Linked DNA regions of Zea mays: all the other regions are linked to region 1. Evidence: chromatin contacts called from public Hi-C data. All regions are on one chromosome and are shown on one strand. Each heading gives the region's core, a stretch centred on a gene start, on an enhancer-like site or on the middle of the called end of the contact. The rest is flanking DNA. Distances are from core to core; before and after follow the strand shown.

Region 1 (4,077 bases), core at 1,325-3,824:
GAAAAGTCGAGCTGGCCGACCAGGGGTTATAATCCTGACATCTTTGTTACACAGTAGACAAAGCAGCAAAGCATTATGTTTGCACAATTTCATAAATGAGAGGCATACCAAACCATTTTCAGATTTAGGTCCAATGAGCAGATGTTTAGTAGAATAGCCTGTTGTTGAGTGTAGCAAGATCAATGATTCAGTGATAACAAAGTGACTTACCTTCTCCTTCATCTGTGCACGTTCAAGATTTACTCAGAGCATCTGTTGCAACCTCTAATGGAGACAATTACTGCATTATCTGGTCCCAAAACAAAAATATTGGTACCTCCTGTCCTCCTCAGAAGTTATTTCTGCAAAGCAGTTGTTTGGGAACTACTGAACCGTTGCCTGCTATCCAGCTAGGATACGAGATCCGTTCGGCCACCGTCCATGAGAAGATGATGGAAATGTGGAAAAGCAATTTCATTGTGAAAACCGTCTCTAAATCGAAGGTATGGATATGTGGAGAAGTGGTTTCAGACAACGCAAGTCTCGTATTGATGTTTGCTGTCAGTTCCGGGACTGATATATATGCTTATGATGTGTATTCTGAGACAGATGGATGTGAAATATCAACATCCAAACATACATCTCTACATGATGGACCTGAAGGCACCATTGATCCCTGAGGTTGAGGCTACCGACGATAATGGGAACGACGACGAAGAGGTTGTTTCAAATCTGGGGGAAGACGAAGACAATGGACTGAAGAGCGAATCTTGTTCCGGCTCGTCACCAGAAGCTAAGAGCGGCAGCCTGGATGATTGGGAAATCAGAAGATGTGGGGCTATGGCTGCAAGGCTTCTAAAGGATGTGAAACTGTAAGGCCTTGTTCGGTTATTTCTATCCTATATTCCTATTTGGATTGGAAATGTTTTAACTTGTTTGGGATTGTAACTCATCCAATCCAAATGGATTGAGAACAAAACGAACAAGCACTGACATGAAATTGAACCACGTTTTTGTAGTCAAGGAGGAGAACCCTAGAGCTGCCCCCCCCCCCCCCCCCCCCCCCCCCCCCCCCCCCCGCAGTATGTTCATGTGCTGGTATTTTCCGAAACACTACTTTAGACATATCCATTTATATTGGTCTTCAAGTATCTGGCTAGTTTACAGCATCTGGTCGCGCAAGCAGTACGGAACCTGGGATGGAGTCTCCTGGCGTGCTACTATTATTTACAAGGAGAAACTCCTATACATGGTAGATCTCTTTGCTGCTACTCAGAAACACCATGCCCGGGCACATCTACATATTTACAAGAGGCTGTGGCTTCCGAGCATGGGTATCTGCGCTCCTAAATCTTCAACATGCCTTCCAACACGCGAAGAACATCAGCGCGGGTAACTATACCTGTTGACAGTGTTTAGAACCCCATTAGCCCTTGCAACATATAATCTCTGTGTTGTCAATGATAATTAAGGATAATACTAATTAAGTGTATGGCATGCAGTTTTTTTTTTTAATCTCTGCTGGCTTGTGAGCATTCTGACACTCACTCACCGTACCTATTACTTTTTCGTCCTGGTTTACAACTGGTAATCTGTGGATCTTCTTCTTGAGCATGAGAACAGCAGCATCTGTAGACGTTAGGCATGCACTGTTAGATTCAACTTGTTAAAAATCACACATGAACAGAAAAGAAAAGAAAAGAAAAGAAAAGCGATGCAAAAAAGATTACCCATCACGGTTTTGTCAGACGATAGTGTGATAGCTGGAGATGTCATCACTTCCGATATCTTCGTCTTGGACTGTCACAAGTAGAAACAGACCGGTAAACTGAACGGACGTACGTCGTTCTTATTTGCCTGTCTATGAGAAACTAGCAGCTTGATGCGCATGCATGGCCCTGGCCCCATGAGAAAGAAAGAGGTGGAGGGAGAGGAGCGAGGTGCTGACCCCATGAGAGGCTCTTGCCCGGTCGTTCTTGACGATCACCCCGACGCATCTGAGGCCGCTGTCGACGACCGGAAGCCCCGACACGGCCTCGAAGTGGCACTCGACGTCCTCCAGGGTCTGGTCTGCTGTGGCCACCAGCACGGGTGTGGACATGGTCTCGCTCAGGAGCGCCACGCCGCGCTGTATATATCCACAGAGGAGGAGACCCGTCCAGGCCGGGTTAGCAAGAGCTGGAGGAGATGTAAACAATGGTAACAAGAACTGAAGAAGCCGCGAGATCGAAGTGTACCTGATCGTCTGCCTGGGCCGCCGTCTCCTGCGACTCGAGGTAGGCGCGGAGGTCGTCGTAGCTGAGGAGGGAGCAGTTCCCGGGCCACGCCCCCGAGATGATCGCCTCGGGGTTCTCGTCCAGCTCGAGCCGGAGGCTGGTGTCCGCCGCGAAAGTCGACGCCCTGCACTGGAACTGGAAGGCTGGTGGTGGTGACCCCTTCGCCACGCTACTGCTGCTGCCCCTGGACCTGGTGTTGATCTTTGCTCTTCTGGCAATGGGGCAGCTCTGGAAGGTGCTGACGCATGCCATGGATGGATGGAAGGAAGGGGGACTAGCACTAGCTGTTGGTGATCACACTCTCCTTAGCTTGCAGTTGCAGGGTTCTGTATCTCCTTGCAGGGGAGCTTGATGGGTTTTATATAACAAAATGACTGTCAGGGAGGTGGAGGTGGGCCGAGGTGGATAGGAATGCTTGACCAGTGAAGTGACTGCCACTACTGCTCTCCAGTTCTCCTTTTCATCTTCTCTGTAAATATCAAAGAAGGTTAGGCTGCTGACTTGCCTGCTTGCTGTTAGCAAAAACAACGCATCTGCAGTGCAAGCAGGCAAGTTTTTTTTATCTGGATATGCGCCCAACTCTGACGGCGACACGGCATGCTGCAGTGGGCGAAGTGAAGGCAGCTTCTTGATCTCATGCAGCCGTGGCGTTGCTGCTCTGCACCTGCCCCGCTCCAATCATGGGTATCTTGTACAGCGACGGGGGCGACCGGCCGGCGTGGCGTGCCGCCACTGGCCGCCGAGATTCCCCTGGCCCCCTGTCACGTGGCAGTGGATAAGGTGGCGTCTTTGTTCACCTTTTTTTTAATGAAAGGAATATGATCTGGTACACTGAGTTTGGGAGACATAAAAACGGAGAAGATTGGAGGAGTTAAAATTTATTTATTATTCAATTTTAAATAATAAAGAGATTTTAGCTTATCAAATTCTCTCTAATTTCCACCGATATTTTAGCTTCCAAACTGACCGCGAGAGAATCGGTGAGTTTGAAGTTGCAGAAGTTCTTCACTACTAATACCACTACCACTAGCGAGTTTTGGTACAAGCTCATGGTTTGGGCAAGTGCACCGACAGGCCCATGCCAAACGAAGTGGTTTAGCCACGCCACGCTGGCTTTATCCAGTGCGTTGAGGATCGAATGGGCCGCGGCCAATGAGGCCTCATTTAGTGCGCTCAGGACCGTATGGGCCGCACCCAAGAAGGTTACTTTCTATTAATAATAATACGAGCAAAGAACAATGTCACACAATTCAATCTATGGTTCGGTCAAACAATAAAGTTTGTTGAGGTGACCACGTACGAATGTCATAGTCTATTAAACCTCCATGCCTCTCTAAAGTGACCATATAGGCCCTGTTCCAATCTTGCGAGATAAACTTTAGCAGCTTTTTTTAGCTACTTTTAGCCATTTGTAATCTAAACAGGAAAGCTAATGGTGGTAATTAAAACTAAACTTTAGCACTTCAATTCACATAGCTAAAGTTTAGCAGGAAGCTAAAGTTTATCCCGTGAGATTGAAACGGGGCCTAACAAATGGGTAATACAAACTTTTCAGTGTGGATCCGTAAGTTGGAATCTCCTGGACAACGTAACTCCTTACCATACCATACCAGCTAAGATTCAAGAATCCAGGAGTAATACACTCAAAATAAGCCTTGGAGGATAGTTCTCTTTTACTTCACAGACACTGCTCTATACGGCGAATAGAAGGGCGTGTCCTCTTGTAGCCAGCAGATGCGAAAGAAAAAAAAGAAGAGGGACAAAAAGGGCCACGTGTTGTAGGCAGCTCAGTGTCCCTTGTTCTTGAGCTCTCTCCAAACAT
Region 2 (3,722 bases), core at 407-2,906, 170 kb after region 1:
GCAGAGAAGCGGACCAGAACATGAACCTCTTTCTACCGAACCAAAACCAGAGCAATTTGAACGAAAAATAGCACTAAATTGAGCCAAAAACAGGACCAAACTCGTCGAGCCCCACTCAGAATCATCCAAATCTGCATCCAACTCTAGAAAGCACAACCCGGGTACAGAAATCTTACCAGAAACAAGGGAGGACAACCATTCCACGATTTCACACCTAGACCGCCACGGCCTCGAAGCACCACCATCCGCCTCAGTAGCCGCCTCGGGCGACTGTGATGACGAAGGAGATCACCTCGGCGATGATTGTGAGCTCGCGTAAGAACCCCCTTGCACGTGGTACAACATGTGACGTGGGCTCCACTCTCGCCCCACCACCGGTAGCTGCTTCGCCTCGCCTACTGCCACGGTCGTTGGACACCACCACCACCTCCCACTGTGTCCACCGCCCCCCTCGCTGCCACATCGAACGGATGAAGTGCCTCACCTTCACGCGTTGGGTGTTCGACGAGATCAACTGTCTCGATGCGGCCTCCTGGAACTCCCTTATTACTGCTTACGATGAGCGAAGGCGAGATCTGGAGGAAGATGAATGGGAGGAGGATGAATCAGGAAATCAGGAAATGTGTTTGGACAGCGAGATGTGCGGTGGCGAGTAGAGGATTTGAGGCACGATGATGAACCAGGGGTTGGTGTGAGGCGGCATGCGGGGCTGCAGGAGGAGGAAGAGAGCAGACGAGCGGGGAAGGAGACGCACTCGTGCTTGGAGAAAGGGAGCGATGCACATGGAGGGAGCGAACACATGAGAGAGGGAGTAGTTTGCCGGTGCTGTGATAGGTGGCGGTGGTGGCGGCGGCGCCGAGGACGGGGTGCAGGGTGCGAGCGCCAATCTCGGACGGGGGCGAGGTGGCGGCACCGTTTTCGAATGGGGGCTGGGTGGCGGCCTCGAGGACGGAGGGCGGGGGCTCCTCAGCTTCTAATGGCCGGTTGTCGGCGGACATGATCCAGCATGCGCCGGGCGGTCATCTTGAGAGGGCGCGGTCGTGGCCGTCGCGCAACATTTGTACACCCAGGGGGTGCGGGGCAGGGCGGCCATCCCGGCTAGAAGGATTGGGGCGCGGGAGCGGGGATGGCGTAGCGGGTCGAGCGAACGGAGGCGGGGGGCATTTGGTGCACAGGGTGGGGAAGGGCGGGGACTGCGGGCGGGAATGGCGGGGACGGGGCCGGCATGCGCGCTGCTGGATCCCGAGGCGAGGGGCGGTGGGGAAGGGCGGCCCGGCGGGGGCATGGTGAAGCTGGGTGTGGACGCCTATAATAGATACATATAGATTAGTAGAGATTAGTAGAGATATAGTAGATAGGGGATTATGAAAAGAACCCAAAGGAACCCAACGGGACCTAAGCTAACCCTAACCTTGTGCCCATGCTGGGTCTGGTTGGGCCCTCTGCTCTCCCGTGGGCATTGCGCGAGGTGGGCATCCGGTGGGCCCTCGCTGCCGCCGCCATTGCTGGTGGGCCGCGCTCGTGCGTGTGCCCAGCGACAAATGAAAGCAAGCAAAGACAGCCTATCTATAACGACGGCCTGTAGTATATAGCTGTACAGTAGTATAGTGGAGGTGGAGTAGCATTTCCTTTTGCCTCTCTCCACTCTACCTCTCCTCTCCTGTGCGCTACAGCGAGGGGGAAGGGGAGCGTCGACCGATTCGTCCCGGCCTCCCGTCCCGCCGCTGGCCTCGCCTGCCCCGATGGCGGCGGTGGCGATCCACCAGTTCGCCGAGTGCATCACCTGCCACGCCTGGAGCCCGGACCAGTCGAGTAAGACAAACGCCCTTCCCCTCCTGGCCTCCTCTCTCCCCCCGTTTGTGCTCTAGATCTCGCTCCCGCGCCCGCTCGTCCGTTCCGATGCCCAGTCGCCGTGTGCCCGGCGTAGCTCGTCCGCAGGTTAGCGCGCGGGGGATCGGGTTCCTTAGGGTTTCTGTTCGGTGCTGCCCTCTCGCGTCCTCGGGGATCAAAGTCTCGCTCTGGCTGCCGCACGCCCGCACTACGGGCTCTCCCGTTGGGCATCTGGATGCGGGGCCATATCGCATCGCTAGGTGGATCAATCCTCCTGCCCTGCTTCTCACTATTGCCCTGTCCTCGCTTTTACCCTTTCTGGGTCTGCTGTGCCACCTAGGCTGCCATACCTTCCAGTGCGTCTGGGATGTTTCGTGTTAGGCTAAAGCACAATCGTATTTAAATCGCACTTCATTATGATCCAAGCCAAAAACGAAAATTCGATGGGTTCGACCTCGTGGCTAGGCGATGCCAAAGCATGGCTACCTGCGCTACCTCCTGTGCTGGTTTACACTTATGAGGTATCAATGCGTTCCATTCATGTGGACCATGGACCATCATGAGAACCAGGCCTGGTCTTGGCATCATGTTCATAATAAAGCAAAATGGACCGGTGTTCGCTCCAGGTGCCTTCTGGACACACCCTTCCATTCATTTTTGCCCTAGTATAACTCTAAACTAGGCATGGTATCTACTTCAATGCCAGATGACTCTTTGAGCAAGTTCCCTGAAATGGTTGGATCAATCAAATGGACCCCTGACTTTGCTATGTATTTCTTTATATGGTGACAATAGCCTTGTAGGAAGAGTAGACTATGTGATTCATGATTGTATTAAGTATTTCCTTTCAAATGGGTGATTAAATAATGTCTTTCCTCTATTATGAAGTTGCCTATGGTGTATAGGAGGCTGTCACAATTGTTTGTAGGAAATATGCCCCAAAATAGATGATGGTGTATGCAAAAGGCCCTATTGCAATTTAAGAACAAAGCAACTGCCAGCTTTAGAGTGATTCTGCTAAACATACATGGTGTTTCTGTTTTTCTATTGTTACTGTTATCTTGCATTTGAACCTATCAGGGAGTTTGATCTTAAATTTGTCTGGAAAACTTCTCTTCTCTTCCAGTGATTGCCTTTTGTCCAAACAACCATGAAGTACATATCTATAAATTCTTCACAGACAAGTGGGAGAAACTTCATGTTCTGTCAAAGGTAGATAAACATTATTTCTGTACCCCCTAATTAGAATGCAATTCAGTGTTTTATTTCTATTGATATTTTGCAGCATGATCAGATGGTTTCGGGGATAGACTGGAGTAAATCATCCAACAAAATCGTAACAGTTTCACATGATAGAAATTCGTAAGTATACATCAGAGTGCAATTTTCTAGAAGATCTATCTTGCTTCTTACTCTGGCAGGGGATAGATGGGTGCTTATATTTTCTTTTTCATTTGGCCTCAGATATGTTTGGACACAAGAAGGATCTGATTGGGTACCTACCCTGGTTATTCTAAAGTTAAATCGTGCAGCTTTATGTGTTCAGTGGAGCCCAAAAGGTTAGTTAGTTCCCTTCCTATTTCTGTCACATCTGTACGTTTTCTCACTGTACTGGCGAAATGAAACGATTATCCAAGCGCACACATGCTCTCTTACTTTTCATTCCATACACAGTATGAGACTCAAGTTCGATGATAGATCAGACTGTACCTGAATTCTGTAATGCTAACATATTTATGTCCTGTGATGCAAACATATGAAATACTAAGGAGTAAGGACTTGTGTTTATGTCTAGAATAGGAAGAAAACATGTCAACCTAACAACTCGGATGTACCCACATATTTCTGGAGCTAGTAATACCCAGCTGATTTCTTGGAGCTGGAGCTCTTCC
Region 3 (3,993 bases), core at 94-2,593, 220 kb before region 1:
AACAATTGACAAATATATGCACATTCTAAGTCATTAACCAATCTTGTGTATGTTTTTAGGTACTGGTACAATGTTTTTTTATGAGTTATACATATGATTTTTATGGCATATATAATTTTAAAGTTCAACCAATGATTGTTTTTATTGAATTGTTTCACCCGATTCCAATATAAAATTATAACGATTAACAAACAATTTTACGATTCACACCAGCATAGCTTACACGTATCCACAACAACATCCGCTAATTGTAACTACCATAAAAAGATCTCCTAAATCTATGCGCTTGCACGATCTGCCGATCTGGGAGAACTGACGTGGTTGGGGGACCGTGGGAGCGCACATGCCGTCTAGGCACTCGTGGGAGGAATCGGTGCAACCGGGACTCTTTCGAGAATTCTAAGTGTTAAATTACACAATCATATGTATAATCTGATGCAGACAACCTTAGTATACTCTAATTTTCATATGGATCGAGGTTGTCTGCCGCCTGCGACTGCGACTGCGAGGATACGATGGAAGTTAATGCGATCAACTGTCACATACGTGCGCACTGGTGGTACGATGTGAGACGTTGCAACGGCAGCTGCGCGGTCGATACGTCCTGGTACAAGTTGAAGATAATCAACTCTGCGACTCCCTTCTCTGAGAGCAAATCCATCCAGCAGCCCAGCGTGTCCACGTCGGGCGAGAGCGACGAATGGAGGCGGAACGAAGATACTGGGCCCGGATGGTGGCCAAGGATCCTCGTCATAGCTTCCACTAGGTCCCATGGCTGCTCGGGTTCATGTGGAGGCCAGCCAACCCTGACTGTGATGAGTCCCTCGTCGTGGAGGACCAATGGGGCACTCTCCCAGGCGGTGTCCCGCGGAGCAACGGCACGCCGGTAGACGAAGAGGTCAAGCATTAAGGGGTCGTACTCCCCGTCAATCTTGGAGCCCGGCAGCTAGACCACTGCCGTTCGCCGGTAAAAATTACACAGGCTTAGAGCTTTTCAAACAAAATTTATCATGTAATTCGTACCTGCGAGAGGGCTTCCGCACAAAGGTGCTCGCGGTTCTTTCTGTCAGATTCTCTGTCTCTGCCTTCCACGGCGACCGTCTGCGCGACGGGAGATTCCTTGCAGCTGCCCTCCGTCGTCTCCATCGTAGCTTCTAACCATGGATGGAGGGATGTGGAGGCCGCCGCCTGCGCTGAGCCCTTGATGCCGACGCCGCTCTCCGCCGCATCAAGGAGGTGCGCTGAGCCCTTCTCGCCAGCGCTGCTCTCCGCCTCGTCAAGGAGGTGCGCTAAGCTAGCCCTTCTTGCAAACGGTGGAAGGAGATAGAAGATCAGAATATTGCGAGGAAGGAAATGCCGAGACTAGAGATTTTGCACCGACTCCATGTAGGCTGCTGCATTATATACTGGAAATTTAAGTCGGTTGGCAATAATAAAATAAAAAGACAATTTTGTGGATTCAAACTCTATTTTCATTTCTGTTATTATTTGAATTTTGCATTATTGCTTCTTTTTGCATAGAGATTTTTATACTTCTCCCATTAGTTTGGGCACTTTGCTCAGATCTATCATTTCTTTTTTTTTCTCTGCCCAGGAGCTTTAATATTTATAAAATTAAAAATAGAAAATGAATTATATTTAAATTCTAGGTTAGTACTTGACACAAATATGAACTATGAACTTGGTATGGATTTCTGTTGCTTTCTCAAGCATTTTGCACACTTGAAAAAGATTTTTGACAAGTTTCATAATCCCTATTTGATAGTATTAGCGCCCCTACATATGTGTTAGATGTTTGGATTGAGTTATACAATTATTTTGATCCAGTCTCTAAGCTTATACGATTATGCTTTTATATTTAAATTATAATGATGCGTGAATATTTTATGAGAACAAAAATACCTGATCCAACCATCCATCAAGGATTCAACGTCCATGATCAACCCACAAGGACCCCTCTCACTAGTAGCTGCTCACAAAGTAAAGCTACTCTGCTACTGTTCCTAGCAAATTGATGGGATGACCAAACAAAGTTGTTGGACAGCATTTTGAGGGGATAGCATATATTTTTTTAAATTGTATGTAATAAACAAAATGAAAGAATACACCCCATTGCAACAATAATTTGTATTCTTCATATGGACTTACCTCCTTTGTTGAGGTCGACATGTCTGTCGGTTCCCATTGGTGTCTTTGCGGGCTTGGCGTCCTTCATCCCAAACCGCTTGAGAAGATCTTGAGTGTACTTTGTTTGGGAGATGAAGGTGCCGTCCTTGAGTTGCTTCACTTGGAACCCAAGGAAGTAGTTCAACTCACCCATCAACGACATCTCAAACTTTTGGGTCATCACCCTGCTAAACTCCTCACAAGACTTTTGGTTAGTAGAACCAAATATTATGTCATCGACATAAATTTGGCATACAAAAAGGTCACCGTCACAAGTCTTAGTGAAAAGAGTGGGATTGGCTTTCCCAACCTTGAAAGCATTAGCGATTAAGAAATCTCTAAGGCATTCATACCATGCTCTTGGGGCTTGCTTAAGTCCATAGAGCACCTTAGAGAGCTTAAAAACGTGGTCGGGATACCTGTCATCCTCAAAGCCAGGAGTTGTTCCACGTACACCTCCTCCTTGATTGGCCCGTTTTGAGGAAAGCGCTCTTCACATCCATTTGAAACAACCTGAAAGAATGGTGAGCAGCATAGGCTAATAGAATGCGAATAGACTCTAGCCTAGCCACAGGAGCAAAAGTCTCCTCGAAATCCAAACCGGCGACTTGGGCATAACCTTTTGCCACAAGTCGAGCCTTGTTTCTTGTCACCACCCCGTGCTCGTCTTGCTTATTGCAGAACACCCACTCGGTTCCCACAACGTTTTGCTTTGGACGTGGCACCAGGCTCCAAACTTCGTTTCTCTTGAAGTTGTTGAGCTCTTCCTGCATGGCCAACACCCAGTTCGGATCCTGCAAGGCCTCTTCTACCCTGAAAGGCTCAATAGAAGAGACAAACGAGTAATGCTCACAAAAGTTAGCTAATCTTGAGCGAGTAGTTACTCCCTTGCTTATGTCACCCAGAATCTGGTCAACGGGGTGATTCCGTTGGATCGTCACTCGGACTTGAGTTGGAGGGGCCCGTGGTGCTTCTTCCTCCATAGCTGGTTCTTCTTGTGCTCCCCCTTGATCACGCGCCTCTTCTTGAGGAACCTGTTCATCATTTTGAGTTGAGGGATGCACCATCGTTGAGGAAGAAGGTTGATCTTGCTCTTGTTGTTCCTGTGGTCGCACATCTCCAATCGCCATGGTACGTATTGCGGCCATTGGAACATCATCTTCATCTACATCATCAAGATCAACTTGCTCTCTTGGAGAGCCATTAGTCTCATCAAATACAATGTCACTAGAGACTTCAACCAAACCCGATGATTTGTTGAAGACTCTATACGCCCTTGTATTTGAGTCATACCCTAGTAAAAACCCTTCTACTGCAAATTTAGAATTTCTACCTTTCTTCACCAAAATGTAGCATTTGCTCCCAAATACACGAAAGTAAGAAACATTGGGTTTGTTACCGGTAAGGAGTTCATACGAGGTCTTCTTGAGGAGGAGATGAAGGTAGAGCCGGTTTATGGCGTTGCAAGCTGTGTTCACAGCTTCCGACCAAAACTGCTCAGCCGTCTTGAACTCTCCAAGCATTGTCCTCGCTATGTCGATGAGCGTCCTGTTCTTCCTTTCTACCACACCGTTTTGCTGTGGTGTGTAGGGAGCGGAGAACTCGTACTTGATTCCTTCCTCCTCAAGGTACTCCTCCACTTGCAGATTCTTGAACTCGGCCCCGTTGTCGCTTCTTATCTTTTTCACCTTGAGCTCAAATTCGTTTTGAGCCTGCCTTAGAAAGCGCTTAAGGGTCCCTTGGGTTTATGATTTATCCTACAAAAAGAACACCTAAGTGAAGCGGGAAAAATCATCAACAATTACTAGACCATACTTACTTCCCCCG

Evidence for each region. A called contact is a pair of places that touch in the nucleus more often than the background predicts.
Region 2: a Hi-C map of leaf shows a contact between it and region 1, with 7 times the contacts expected there. The contact joins the promoter of LOC100282667 here to the promoter of LOC100282160 in region 1. A contact is called at or near these places in 3 of 25 Hi-C or Micro-C datasets (bundle sheath, ear and leaf).
Region 3: a Hi-C map of ear shows a contact between it and region 1, with 2.9 times the contacts expected there. The contact joins the promoter of LOC100381480 here to the promoter of LOC100282160 in region 1. A contact is called at or near these places in 6 of 25 Hi-C or Micro-C datasets (bundle sheath, ear, endosperm and 2 more).

The regions. Positions count from the first base shown.
Region 1 is chr4:176,415,230-176,419,306 of Zm-B73-REFERENCE-NAM-5.0, forward strand. LOC100282160 reads right to left here and starts at 2,575. Exons shown (of 5, transcript NM_001155072.1): 1 at 2,217-2,575; 2 at 1,928-2,107; 3 at 1,710-1,779; 4 at 1,537-1,608; 5 at 1,100-1,381. The coding sequence starts at 2,507. The coding sequence ends at 1,326. LOC100280961 reads left to right here. Exons shown (of 9, transcript NM_001153881.1): 7 at 238-312; 8 at 390-482; 9 at 589-1,002. The coding sequence ends at 855.
Region 2 is chr4:176,590,669-176,594,390 of Zm-B73-REFERENCE-NAM-5.0, forward strand. LOC100282667 (actin-related protein 2/3 complex subunit 1B) reads left to right here and starts at 1,657. Exons shown (of 15, transcript NM_001155575.1): 1 at 1,657-1,812; 2 at 2,957-3,042; 3 at 3,116-3,192; 4 at 3,295-3,389. The coding sequence starts at 1,743.
Region 3 is chr4:176,197,229-176,201,221 of Zm-B73-REFERENCE-NAM-5.0, forward strand. It overlaps LOC100381480, which reads right to left and starts at 1,344. Exons shown (of 2, transcript NM_001174316.1): 1 at 1,024-1,344; 2 at 392-946. The coding sequence starts at 1,146. The coding sequence ends at 539.